Linked DNA regions of Sus scrofa: region 1 is linked to region 2. A link is a contact called in public HiChIP or PLAC-seq data. All regions are on one chromosome and are shown on one strand. Each heading gives the region's core, a stretch centred on a gene start, on an enhancer-like site or on the middle of the called end of the contact. The rest is flanking DNA. Distances are from core to core; before and after follow the strand shown. Region 1 holds the start of TRIM8 (probable E3 ubiquitin-protein ligase TRIM8). Region 2 holds the start of FBXL15 (F-box/LRR-repeat protein 15).

The links. HiChIP or PLAC-seq counts read pairs in DNA pulled down with a chosen protein or histone mark.
Region 1: an H3K27ac HiChIP or PLAC-seq map of alveolar macrophages shows a contact between it and region 2. The contact joins the promoter of TRIM8 here to the promoter of FBXL15 in region 2. A contact is called at or near these places in 1 of 47 Hi-C or Micro-C datasets (liver) and 1 of 2 datasets of contacts at active chromatin or transcription factors (alveolar macrophages).

What each region holds. Positions count from the first base shown.
Region 1 is chr14:113,635,958-113,642,810 of Sscrofa11.1, reverse strand. It overlaps TRIM8 (probable E3 ubiquitin-protein ligase TRIM8), which reads right to left and starts at 5,374. Exons shown (of 6, transcript XM_001928904.7): 1 at 3,766-5,374. The coding sequence starts at 4,335.
Region 2 is chr14:113,426,836-113,433,809 of Sscrofa11.1, reverse strand. It overlaps FBXL15 (F-box/LRR-repeat protein 15), which reads right to left and starts at 3,641. Exons shown (of 5, transcript XM_021072747.1): 1 at 3,357-3,641; 2 at 1,449-1,579; 3 at 1,122-1,275; 4 at 284-789. The coding sequence starts at 3,491. It overlaps PSD (PH and SEC7 domain-containing protein 1), which reads left to right and starts at 3,717. Exons shown (of 18, transcript XM_021072740.1): 1 at 3,717-4,243; 2 at 5,464-6,200; 3 at 6,473-6,575. The coding sequence starts at 5,547.

The sequences.
Region 1 (6,853 bases), core at 4,125-6,624, 210 kb before region 2:
GAGTCCCGTGTGAGTTGCACAATCAAGTACAGCGGTTACACACAGCACGCAAACACCTGCACGCAGACATGGACGCACAGGCACCCAGAGCTGCAGGAGGCAGAGGAATCAATAGGGCGTACATGACAGGCGCCTGGCTGTGTCAGCAGCATCCGGGGGTGGAGGTGGGGGGCTGGGCCTCTGCCTCAGGCTCCTCTCTGCCCAGGACCCAGGGAGGAGAGCCAAGTCGGGCCCCTGCTTCCTGATCCTTCGAGATGGTCAAGGAAGGAGCAGCTGCAGGACCCTCACACCTCCTGTGCGCACACACACAGCCTCCCCTCCCCCCGCCAAGACCTCAAGAGTACAGTCAAGGGGTGGGCGGTGGGAAGCCGTGGATCTGCGCTACCTGAGTCAGACCGCAGCCACAGCCCAGCTCTAGCTGGGCCAGGGCAGCCCTCACTCCCAGAGCCTCCTGGGAGACAGACACATGGTGCAGGGACCCAGTGCAAGCCCGCCAGGCAGGGACAATGTGAGCAGGGCAACTTCACCCCAAGTAGCTGCCAACCCCAAACATGCCCAAGAAGTATGATCCCAACCCCAGAGAACATCTCCTCCACTCTAAACCTTCAAGAAAGCAAGGAACAGGGTCATGGGGACATTCCCAACCTCAGTCTGGGGTGCTAAGAATGACCCAGGGGCACGACTATGACCTGAACACACACACCCACATCCACCCTGCAGAGCCCTTCAGACATAACTAGGCCTGATCTCCAGTCTTCTTTCCACACTGAGGGAGGTCATGAAATAGGGGTGCTCCTAGCTATACCAGTTGCTCACATGATCCCCTAAGCCTCGGGGCTGGAAGAGGGTCTGAATACCCAGGGCTGCCATGCCTGAGCCCACCAGGATATCCCAGTCTTGGGCCCTTAGCCTCCCGTAGCCTCAGAGAACATATTTGGGGTCCAGGCGTGTCTCAGAGAGGGTCTCTGGGGTCTACCCAGTGGGCATTCAGGCCTCAGGGCAAGTGGCCTCACAGTGGGTTTGCGGGGGCAGAGTAGGGCTAGGACTTCCAAGGCCTGACTCTGAGACCCCCTGCTAGACCCCCACTGGCCAGAAGTCCTGCTCACCTTTCTGCTGGCCCATGTAGGTGCTTTGAGTATGAGGGTGGGGAGCCAGCAAGGGGATATTGATCGGGGTTTCCTATTTCTGGCCAACAGGGCATTTCAGCAGCCCCTGGCCCTCACCTGGGACAACAGAAGAGGAAGCACAAGAAGCAGAGCTGTATTTTCAGGCATGTGCCAGGTTGCCATGCTATCTGATGTTGCCTTCATCAGACAGACGCCCTCCCACAAGGAAAAAGAGGCCCAGGAAAAGGCCCCTCCTCAGGCTGGGCTAGAGAGGATGAACTGAGTAATGGGTTCTTCCATTCAGGTTCCCTGTGGCTCACCCCCTCCCCCAAGGGTGGGGCCCCTCTTCTTCCTCCTTCAACACATCCAACCCACAATGAGCGGCGCTGGGCCACTGAAGGGTTTCCAACTCCAGTGCCCTGGGACACCGGAGAATCTGGAGTGCCTGGGGCAGGGGGAGCCTGGAGAGGGACGAGACTCAGGCTGTGGGGCACAGATGCTGAGTGCACAGAACTGCACATCTGGCTGTGATGTAACCCACTACTTCTGAGCCTACCCACACCAGGAACAGGAACGAACACACACACATACACACGCATGCAGGCGCACGCACACATGGAGCTGCTGACAAAGTTCAGGGCCTGCTTCTATCCAGTTCCTTCCATGAGCTGAGGGATCAGGGACCTGCTGGTGGGAACTCCAACTCCTAACTATACAGACAGGAGACAGGTCCATTTGATGGCAGAGCAGATGCTCTCAAAGATGCAAACACAAGACCCACATCTATAGATGCTCTCCTGCTACCAAATCGAGTACAACTGTGTCTCCTCCCCCACCCAAATGAAAGACACCTGAGCCCTTGACACAGCTAAGGGCAAAGCCTTGGGTGCAGGCACACAGTCCCTCGCCACCACGCTCGCTGCCCCCTTCTCTGTGCCTTTCAGCCACATCTCTTTCACTTTCCACTGTCAATCCCAGGACAGAGAACTGGACAGCCTTCCTTCTCCTGCTTCTGCACTTTTCCCAGCCTCCTCCCCCAGCCCTTCCATCTTTATTAATAGCAGCAGCTTCCCAATACTAGGGAAAGTCTGGCCTCTGCCTGCCCTGGGTGGGGGATGGAGGACACTAGGGGCTCATTTGGTCCCCTAGGCCTCTGCCTTTTCCAATCCTATTCGGGGGTTGTAGGGGGGGGGGCTCTTCTCTCCATCCTCCACACTTCCTTTTAGAAACCAGAGGCCCTGCCTGGCACAACACCCTAGAGCTAGCCCATCCAACTAGAAACTAATTATACAGCAAATTTTGTTATCCCTGCCCTCAGCCTGTGGCAGCCCTCCTCCCTTCTGTGAGTTGTATCTGTATGTTTTTTAATTGCTAAATAGTGACTCATTCTCACTGGTTCCCACTCCCCCCGCAAACAGGAAACAGCCCCCATCTACAACCGTCTTCTGCTCAGAGCTTCCTCATACCCAAGCTCCCCACCGGCCTCAACTAGCCTCCGGGGCCCCCACCCATAAACACTCCCAGTCCAACCAAAGCCCAACCTCACCCCCATGATATCACACCCAGGCCCCAAGCTGGGGCTTCGGAGATGGCTCAGACAGACTCAGGCCAACCCCTTCCTTCTGGTATGACTCAACCTTGAAAGCCAGGGGACCAGGGAGGGCCTAGGAGGAGCCCCCCTCCACTGAAGGGGACGGAAGTATTGCTTCAGTCCAGCTCTAAAGCCAGGCCCAGAGGCCTGAGAGGGAAGGCGGTTTTGACATTGGCCGCTGCTGCAGGGTGTATACAATGGGAGGGGATGCGGTTCCGTAATCACCCAGCGCAGCCCAGGGGAGCCAGCTGCCTGAAACCAGATTGCAAGGCGGCTCAACCTTAAACCCACAGGATTCTTTTTCCGTCTTCCACTTCCCCTCCCCAAATGTGGGAGGGCTGTGACAGAGGGCTGGGCTGGGAGAAAAGGGCTCAGGGTGATGAAGACATACTTTAAGGTTTGTTCATGCAGACGGGTGCAAAACACACAAGCACACAGAGGACAGATATTCTCACACAGAGAGTGGACTATGGGGAATAATCCAAATAGTTGAGATGCTGTCCCACGATGCCATTGGCTGGCCAGGCCTTGGCCAGATAGATACCAGGAGTTCTGCTCTCCCTCCGGAAGCTCCCCTCCACCTCCCCCCCCCCCAGTGTGTTTCCAATAGGGCTTGAAACTAACATGGCTGCTTTTGTTTACTTCCTCATTGGTATGCCAGCATCATGGATCATGTCAGCCACAGCAGCGGCACCAGGACACTCATTACATAAACAGCAGCTGGAGAAGCAGGACCTGGGTCACTGCCTTTGGTGACTTCCCGTAGGGCCTACGGAAACAACGCCGGGAGGGGGAGGGAGCTGCGGGCAAAACAGAAAAGCAGCACCCAAACTCTACCCCTGACAACCCCACACCTCAATTTTATACGTGACTCACAAGAGGGACCCTATGAGCACAGGTGCAGGAATCCATGAAGGAGGGACTGGGGACCCTTCTTGCCTCCGAACTTACAGAGTAGTAGAGTTTGGAAGGGGGCCCTCTGGCCTGATGTCACAAGAGTCAGCCTATCGGGATGGGTGGTCCCCAGGCAGTAGGGAGTGTGTGTGTGTATGTGTGCAGGGTACTTGCCCGGATCTCATTCCTTCGGATCTCCACGTCGCACACCGAATGTCCCTGATGCGCACCGCTGTAGTAGCAGCAGTACTGGCACACCGCCACCTGCTCGGCCTCGCAGTGGTAAAGGCGGTAGGCGTTGTGTTGCGGGCAGCTCCAGGCCCGCACGTCGTCCGCCTCCACCAGGAGGTGCCCGCGGGCGGTAGAGGGCTGCTGCAGGTGCGTCTGCACGTGGGACTGGCAGCAGGGCGCCTCGCAGCGCAGGCAGACCTTCTGCGCGGGCAGCGGGGGGCCGCGGCGGCAGAACACGCAGTGCAGCGCCGCGGGCGGCTTCTCCACGTGCAGGGCGTTGAACTTCTCCACGATGTTAGTGAGCTTCAGGTTCTTCTCCAGGCCGGGCTTCTGGTTGTAAGCCTGGTTGCACTCGGGGCAGCGCACCAGGCCGCTGTCCTTGGCCCACGCCTCGCCAATGCAGCCCCGACAGAAGTTGTGTTTGCACGGCAATTGCACCGGCTCCACGAAGACATGCAGGCAGATGGGGCAAATGAGCTCCTCCTCGAAGCAGTTCTTCCAATTCTCCGCCATGGCGGCTGCGGGCAGCTCTCCCCAACTACCCAACCCTGGAGGTCCTTCCAGTGCAGCTCTAGGCCCACCGAGCCCCGAGCTCCAGCCCCAGGCGGCCCCGACAGTCGCTCAGTCACCAGCGCCTTCCGCGCGCCCGCCCCCCAGAGGAAGGAGCCTCGGTCCTCAAGCCGCGCGCGCAGCCGGCTGCGTCTCCTCCTCCTCCCGAGCGCCTAGCGGGAGGCAGCGGACTGCGCCAGGGCCGCGGCCGGGGCACCAGCCCTGGAGGGGAGCGCCGGGGTCCAAATTCCATATAAGAGGCCGCCTCCGGGTCGGTACGGCTAGGGCAGCGGCGGCCCGCGGCCTGCGCTCGGCCCCACGGCTGACATTGGGGCGCGCCCCAAGGCGGACAGAGCCCGGGAGCCGCACACTTTCTCCAGCGACGGGGGCGGCGGCGGCAATGGTGGCTCCCTCCTGGCTCGCCGGCGCCGCGCCTCCCTCGCCTCGACCGGGGTCCGAGAGGCCGGGGAAGCGAGTGCGGCCGCGCGGAGAACTGCTAGATCCGGACTGGGCGGGCAAAGCGAGCGGGTCCCCGGGTCGCAGCGCGGGCGCCCCTGGGCCGGCCGTCCGTCTGCGGGTGCAGGCTGCGGGGCGCAGGCGGGCCGACTCCGGGGCGCTGCGTGCGCGCAGGGGCAGTCATTCAGATGAAATTCCAGTCCCCGGCCAGAGACACCAGCCCGCCTCTGCCTTCCTCCTCCCTTCACAAATAGAAACGGAAGGGGGAGGGAGAGAAGTGGAAAAAAAAAAAAAAAAAAAAAAAAAGCCAACCAGAAAGGGAGGGAGGAGAAGCCCCGGCTGTGCTCCGGACTGACCCCCTCGTCGCTACTTCTGCGCTCCCCCGAGGCCCGGCGCCGGGCGCCCCCGCCGCGGAGAGACCCCGCTCTCGGTCTCCGCGCTGGGCGGGCGCCCCGGCTCTGCCGAGGAAAACAAGGATTGATCAAACTAGAAAGGAATTTTTCTCAACTGCTAATGAACAGGAGGCTCAGCTCCCGGCCCTCCCCTCCCCCCCGCCCGGCCCTCCCCCTTCGCCACCTCGGCCCCCCTCCCCCCACTTTCTTTTCTTCTCGGCCTCTGCTCCGGCCTGGAAGGCTCCGGGCTGCGGTCGGAGCCAGCCTGCTGCGGCGGGGCCGGGCCGAGCCAGCCGGGCCGGGCTACCTCCCTCAGCGCCCAGCCATCTTGGGCTCCCGGCGGCCGCCGCGGTGGCGGCCAGAGGTCCGAGCGCGCTTGCTGGAGGGTCCTGCAGCGTTCTTTCTATCTCTCGCTCTCTTTTTTTCGGTGGGATTTTTTTTTTTTTTTTTAAGCGGAGGGGCTGGCAGCTCCCTCAAATTAGGAGAGAGGGGAGAAAATGCCAAGTCCCGATTTCTCTCCACCTCTGCTCCACCCACCCCGGTTCTTTCCAAAAAATATAAAAAGATTAGAATTGGAAGAAGTCGGCAGAAAGGCAAGCGCCCGCGGCCCCCAGCTGCTGCCCAGGCGACGCGTCCGGGGCGGGCCCGCGCCGGTCGCTCCGTCGGTGGGTCGTTTGTCCTCCCGCTGCTTCTCAGCTGGGGGCAGGGCACTCCGGGCAGGGTCTCCGCAGCGGCTGTCGACTCAGAGCTTTATCCTCAGATCAAAAAAAAAAAAAAAAAAAAAAAAAAAGGGAAAAAAAACCCCAACATTCTCATCACAGCCACCTTCAGCCATCTTGCGCGTATTATTATTATTTCAGGACTAATCTGTTTAATAAAAATAGCTGCGTCTCTAGCCCCTTCCCCCGCATCCTGGGCTCCCTGCCCCCTTTTAATAATAATCTCGATAATAAAAATGATCTGCGGGCCAGGCAGTCCACAGCTGCCTTTTCCTGCCTCGGCTCGCTCGGGCTTGGGCTCTCCTTCTCCCAGGAAGGGGACGGGGGGGGTGGGGTTCGCCGCTGGGGCTGGGGAGGGGGGAGCTGTGCGTCCCTGCTGCCCGCCAGTCGGCCCTCTCCGCCTTAGACGCGAGGGAAGGGCGCCCTCGCCGCTATCTCGCTGTTGCGAGGAGGGCAAGCGGGGGAGGGGCCCCGACTCGCTGGACTGGCTGGAGGGGTGCACAGAGGTCCCCGATCTTCCCTCCACGGCCCAGCCTCGGAGCATGAGCCCGGAGATGGGGAGGATACAATGGGCTCGCAGCAAAGTGCTGCTGGCAGGGTGGGGACGCGAGCGGGCAGGGGGTTACGGTGAGCCGGACTCCCGAGCTAGGGCGGAAAGAGGAGGGTGGTGTCCCTACATCAAGGCCGGTCCCGCTACTCTGCAAGGGGGGGACGGGGTGGGGGAGGGCTGGGAGGGGAGCCGAGGAGAAAGCAGCAACGCAACGCCGGCGCCTGTAATCAGCACCCGCTGGTTCTGCCCACCCGGCAAAGGAGAAATAAGCCGACACGAGAGGCGGGAGGAGGAGGAGGCGGGGCATACTGTCCGGAAGTGCTGTTACAGCTGCTGAGACGCTCGGCTCCTCCCCTTTTCCCTGT
Region 2 (6,974 bases), core at 2,392-4,891:
CTGGGCCCAGGAATGCAAGGTTTTCCCCGTGTTGAAGAAAAGCCAAAAATCTGACTTTGTGTTTTGTTTATGAAATCTGTCAATATGTAAATACTGGTTCTAAAAAGTTTTTAAACTGGGCTCTCTGGCCTAGGCATTCCTAAAGGCCCTTCCTGTTCAGAATGGGAGTGTCGTGGTAGCAGGAAGATCCAGAAACCCCAGTTTTGTTTTTTGACAACTACAGCTGACCTCTACCCACAGAGGCTAAGTGAGTGATTGCCCTCTTCCCACCAACCCCAGGCACCTGACACCGTCGCTTCCGACGCGCAGGCAGCCGGTTAGGTCGAGGTGCTCGAGTTCTGGGCAGTTCCGAGCCAACTCCTGGACGGCGGCGTCCCCCACATTGGCGTTTACCGCCAGCGAGAGGCTGCGGAGGCCTGCGCCGCGCCTCTGCGCCAGGTACACGATGGCCTCATCCTTGAGCTGTCGGCAGGCGGTGAGGTCCAGCTCCTCAAGGGCCGGACAGCGGTCAGCGAGGCCGCGCAGCGCCAGCCCATCTACCCAGTCACAATGAGCGAGCGACAGGCGCTGCAGGCGGGGGCAGCCCTCGGCCAGCGCCCCCAACGCGCGGCGGCTCAGTTGCCCGCAACCGGCCAGCGCCACACTCCGCAGCTGCGGATTTCGAGCCAGCACGGGTACCAGATCCTCGTCGGACAGCCATTCGTGACACGGCGCCAGCGCCAGCTCCTGCAGCCCCTCGGCATCCCGCAGCAGCCAGGCCAATGCGGCCCGGGGGATCTGCGGACCCACCTGCGGGCGGGGAGGCATCTCGACTTTCAGATGGTCTCGTGGGCTGGCGCAGCCTATCCGCCCCTGAGTTCTTCCACGGCAGCAGGTCTCCCTCGGGCTTGCCACCTACCCTCCCAATAGAGACCCTACGCGCCCTCTAAGCTGATTCCCAGTACTTGCCCTCCTCGCTAGGTGGATCTCTTCCTGGGCATTCCCGGAGGCCCAAGGGGGGTCCAGAACGGAAGGCAGCGGGGCTGGGGGCGGGGGTTCAGGGGTAGGGGCAGGGGGTTGGGGGCTGGGCTGGAGGCGGGGCGGAGGCGGTACCCAGAAGGGGCGGGGCTCTGGCTCCTCACCTGAGCGGCGTCGAAACGGCGCAGCCCGGCCAGGTGCAGCTGCACTAGCGCCCGGAAAGCCCGGCTGACGCGCTGTAGTCGGAGCAGCTGGCGCAGCGGCACCCGGCTGAGGACGTGTGGGAGCAGCACATCTTCCCAGGGCAGGTCCAGGAGCCTGCGGGTAAAGGGGCGTTGGCGGCGGCGTCCCCGGGCCGCTGTTACCTGTGAATCCGCCTCCGTTATGCTTCTGAGCCCTGGCTCCTAAAGGTGATCCCCAGACCCGGCCTTGGTTCAGCTCCCCTCCCCCAGGTCCTTCTTCCTTCTCTCGGCCCCTCCGGTGCTCGGTACCTGACGGCTCCGGGCTCTTGCTCCCCTCCGGACGGCTCCATCGGTGGCTCCATCGGCTGTCTACTGCGCGTGCGCAGCAAGGTCTTCTTGCTTTGGCCTTGGAGAGGCCGCAGCGAACCCGCCTCCTTGGGCTGTAGAGACAGACCGATTCAATCGAGTGCCGGCTCACTGAGGATCCTGTTTGAAAGCGTTCCGGATGGATCCCGAAACTGAAGGCGGAACAGACTGGTGGTGTAACGTTAGACCTCGCCTTATCCGCTACAGGGCTTGAGACCCGAGGCTGAAGCACGCGATGGTGCAGCAGAGCTGGCTTCTTTTTTTGTTTTGGGCCAGTGGCCGCCTCTAAGTAAAGTGATGGGAGGAGCAGGCAGAGCCAAACGTAGAAGGGGCGGGGCCAGGACTCCAAGGTTCTGGGCCCTACATTCTCTGCCCTCTGGTCGCCTTTAGTGAGTTTGAAAAACGGAAAGAAACTATCCTGTCTCTGGCATGTAGTGAATGTCCAGTGAGTTGAATGAGCAAAGCTAGAATTTTCCTTCTTTCATCAAGCAAACTTGCCCAAACCTCCCATCCTGGCTAATTCTGAAGTACAGAGCTATCCAGCCCCTTCCACTCCTGAAAGATTTGGAATGGGTTTACACCTTGGGGAGAGAGATGTAGGAGGCAAGAAGGGCTATAGGGACTATATCTCCAGCTAGGTCTCTTTCCTTTACTCAAGAGGTCTAGAGTCCTGAGAACGAATGCTCAGTTCAGCCCGCCAGGAATGCTGCTCCTCTTAGTTGTAGGATCTGAGGCTGGACCCGCCTTGGGGCAGTGACCGCCCCAGAGCTCTGGGCTCAATCTCCGGGCCGCACTCTCACCGAGTCCCCAGATTCTAGTTCCAGGGTCCGCTCCAGGGAATTCCTGGACCAGTGCTTTCCCCATCATCCATTTGAGGGGAGGGTGTGAAGGACGCCGAGGGATACTACTCTCTCTCAGAGTTCTCCCACCCCTGCCCCCAGCAGGATTGCCCTCTCCCTTCGCGCAGCCCTTCACCTGTCCCTTTTTTTTTTTTTTTTGGGGTCTTTTTGCCATTTCTTGGGCCGCTCCCGCGGCATATGGAGGTTCCTAGGCTAGGGGTCTAAATGGAGCTGTAGCTGCCAGTCTACGCCAGAGCCACAGCAACGCGGGATCAACGCGGGATCCGAGCCGCCTCTGCAACCTACACCACAGCTCACGGCAATGCCGGATCGTTAACCCACTGAGCAAGGGCAGGGACCGAACCCGCAACCTCATGGTTCCTAGTCGGATTCGTTAACCACTGCGCCACGACGGGAACTCCCACCTGTCCCTTTATAACGAAAACTGCTTCCCATCCATTATCTCATAAGGACTTTGGGCGCCTGTGCAAGGTGGGCAGGTCTGTTCTATCATTCCACTTTAAAGATGAAATCGAGGTCCTGGAGAGGAAGCGCCTTGTCCGGGGCCAAGAGAGTCGAGAGAGAGAATTCTGGCATCCTGGTTTTCCCCGAATCCCTTTCACACTCCTCTACCCTCCCCCACCCCGCCCATCCACATGCTGCGAGAAGAGAGTAAACAGCAAAGGGAAAGGACAAAGGAGGGTCAGCTTAGGTAAAGGACTCGCTCTGTTTTCCTCCGACTGCCTGGGGAAGGGTGGCTGAAGGAACAAATCTTTGCTAAGATTGAGTCAAGTGAGCGCGCACCACCTAGGGCCGCGCGCCTCCTTCCCCTCCCCGCTTTGTTAGCGCTCCTGCGCCTGCGCAGTGCGACAAATCGGGCGCTGTCCCCTTCAGCACCACGCGGAGCCCGCGCCTCCCCTCCCCGCGGTGAGCCCCGCGCGCCCCCGCCTCGCACGTTCTCGCGCCCCTTGACCGCCCGAACAGACCCCTTTTTTCCTTCCAGGATCACCACCTGTCTGTCTTGGAGTTCGCAAGGAGAGCAGTTGCTATAGTAACTCTGGCGGTGCTTTCTTAAAATAGCTGGGCCGCTTCTACCTTGGCCAAGGGCACAAGGGTTGTTTCTCACTTCCTCTAGTCCAGGCGTCATTCCTTCTAATCTCTTACCCCTACACGGGCGGGATGCCTAACTCAGGCAGCAAGGAAGTTCTTTCTGAAGTCTGACTAACGTCCTTCCTGCTGCATCCCGGGCGAGTGGTCAGGTTGTCTCCTGGGTCCTAGACTCAGAACCTTCGGAGGTTTTGAGGCGGTGTTCCCTAGATCTTTCTTCCATAAGTTGATGGTCTTCTGGATTTAGGGGGCGGGTCCAGTCTACATCGTACGGTGTGCTGGCGCGGCCGCGTGCCCGTGGGGGCGGGAGCGCGTGTGGCATGTAACAGGTCATGTGGCAACCTCCTAGGGACACGCAATGGGGTCTTGAGCGGGACACGCGTGTGCAGCTGGGTCTGCGTGCTGTTCAGGGGGTGGTGGACAAGAGAGATGTGGACACCATTGGGGTTGGGCATGTGAGGATCTGGAGAAGAAACCGGAGGTTCCATACCACCTCCCCCTCGTCAGGGGCGGGTCTCAGGTTGGCGGGAGAGCCCAGCGGAGATCTAGCATCGTGAAGGAGGACAGTCTCCGGGGCTCAGGGCTCAGGGCCCCCGGGGAGAGGGCGGCGGGTGGGTGGGTGGGTGGGGGGATTAGCTCTGCCTGAGCCGCGCGTAGGGGGTAGGAGGAGGGACTGAGAGGCGGGCGGGCCTGGAGCAAGCAGGAGCAAGCAGGAGCCGTGCTGCCTTCACAGCTAGGCTGGGCCCAGCCTCTCCCCTGCCTCTCCTCGGCCCCAGCTCCAGGCGAGCAGCGGTGAGTACAACGCGGCTCGTCCAAGGCTGCACTGGGGGGCGCGCTGGGGCCTGATTGAGCTTCAGGAACCTGCCTGACAGAGTTGCTGCTCCTGACCTCTGCCCCTACCCTGCATTGACGCCAGAGGCCCCTTTACCCCTTTACCGTCCCTCCTGGTCTGGACAAAATCTGTCATTCCGACCCCGGGGACCGGGGGGAGTGAGGGGGAGAGAAAGGGAGAAGGGTCTGAGGCAGCCTTCCCCTCCATAGACTGGTGACTGTTGGGGTTAGGGGAGAGGGTCTATGTCCCTGCTTAAATATATGAGTGTGCATCTATATTTCTGTGTGATTGTGCCCAGTAGCTCTCTGTGAGTATCTGATATGCATGTGTCTCTGTGTGCCTTGGAGAAGGAGGGCTTGTGTGTATATTTGGGTATCTCTTTGTGTGTTCTTCTTTGATGACACTGTGTGTGTAAAACAAGCATGTGCCTTTCCATTACACACATATTTGTTATGACTGTGAGAGTATATGAGGGTGTGTCTTTGAGCAATGTGTGTGCTTGTGTCTGTGTGTGCTGGAGGGTGTTGCCTATGAATGTGTTTAACTGTGTACTGACATTATTTTGTCTTTACGTGTGTGTGCGTGTGGGCACCTGTATGGAGAACAAGAATGTCTCTTTCCCATTCAGCACATATATATCAGGCCTTTCTTCTCTCTTTCACCTGTGCCTCTCAGCCCCTCATGTCCCTATATACACTCCCTCTTCTTCCAGGAGGCCTGAATTCTCTCCCCCCTGAGTGAGGGGCTTCCCTAAGAGAGACTATGAGGGGTTCATGGCTGTAGGATGATCATGGCTGGCTGATACTCCCAGTCCCAAGGGTGGGGTAGCAGCCTTCCCCCCTCCCCCACCAGCAGTAATTCCAAAATGCCACAGAGCTTACTCGACTTCTGAAATAGCTTCCTCTCTCCTCCCAGGGTGATGCTCCAGGCCCCCAGGCAGAAAGAAAAGGAGCCAGGGGCCCATTGGGGGTATAATTCTTTTCTCCTCAGGCCTCCATGGAAGTAGCCCCAGCAGGAGGACTGATTATCCCCAGGGGTGGGATCAGTGATGCCACATTTCCAGGGTGGGCTAGGCTGCTGGTGCTTGGTGGCCCCAGCCAGCTTTCCCCTCTTTTTCTCTGCTCTCCTGCCCACCCAAGTCCCCAGTAGTTCACCCCCTGCTCCCTTTCCTCTCTTGCAGGCCTGTCTGAAGAGCATGTTGCCCCCTTACTCCCCGCCTGGCCTGGCCATCCCTGCCCCCCCAGCCTGACCCCCGGCCCCAGCATGGCCCAGGGTGCCATGCGCTTCTGCTCGGAAGGTGACTGTGCCATCTCCCCACCACGATGCCCACGCCGCTGGCTCCCCGAAGGCCCAGTGCCCCAGAGCCCCCCGGCCAGCATGTATGGCAGCACAGGTTCCTTGCTACGGCGGGTGGCAGGTCCAGGTCCCCGAGGCCGGGAGCTTGGACGTGTGACAGCACCTTGTACACCCCTGCGTGGCCCCCCTTCACCCCGTGTTGCTCTCTCACCCTGGGCACCCTCTTCCCCCACTGGGCAGCCCCCAGCAGGGGCCCGGAGCTCTGTGGTCATATTCCGCTTTGTGGAGAAGGCCAGCGTGAGGCCACTGAATGGGCTACCTGCTCCCGGAGGCTTGAGTCGGAGCTGGGACCTGGGTGGGGTCTCTCCTCCCAGGCCCACCGCAGCCCTTGGGCCTGGCTCCAACCGCAAGTTGCGGCTGGAAGCATCCACATCAGACCCACTCCCAGCTGGAGGAGGCTCAGCTCTGCCTGGCAGCCAGGGCCTTTTACACGGGCCACCAGCTCAACCTCAGGGTGGAGCAGATGGTCTTTACTCCTCTCTCCCCAATGGGCTGGGGGGCCCCTCTGAGCACCTGGCCACATTATTCCGAGGACCAGCGGACACTGGACTCCTGAACCAGGTATGTGATCTCCCTGGGCCTCCCTGGAGCCCCAGAGACCCAACAAAGGCCAAGGCTTGTTCCCTTGGTGGTCTTGGGCCTGTCAGCTCTTCACTCTGAATCCTTCATTTTGTCCTAAATCTGTCTCTTTCTTGCCCTCCGTGTTTGTCCCTGTCTCTGCACTTCCACCTCTGTCTCTATATGTTTCTGTGTTTCTGTCTCGTATCCTTATGTCTTTGTATGTCTGGCTTTATCTCTGGGTGCCTGTGTCTCTGTGCCCCTCCATGGCTTAGGGGGGCACTTGGTCCTCACCCCGGGAAGTCTCCTCTCATGCCCAGAGAATTGCTCGAGCCAAATGGGAATTCTTCTATGGTTCTCTGGACCCCCCCAGCTCAGGTAAGGCCTGGGGCTGAGGAAAGGGTAAGAGGACAGGCCCTTTTCCATAGCAGCCCTGGCATGATAGGGAGCCTTCCTTTAAACCTCCCCCAACCCTTTCCTGGGTGTCTGAGTTGGCTAATGCCTCTCCAGACCTCAATCTTTTCCATCTGTGTTATGGGGGGGGATGGCAACTAGGTTGGGTGCCTAGAGGAAGCTGGGTAGTGGAGAGAGGGGATGGGGGGAGGCTCATTCCTTGGAGTAGAAAAGAGACGGTTTCCCTCAGGCCCCTCAAGGCTGTTTGACAAAAACTTGATTTGCAACGAGTCCCACCGGCACCAGGAAAGAGCTGAATTTGTAGGAGGAATGGTGGCTGGGCAGTGAAAAAACTTTGGGCCCATATGAGGCAGTGGGGGAGAG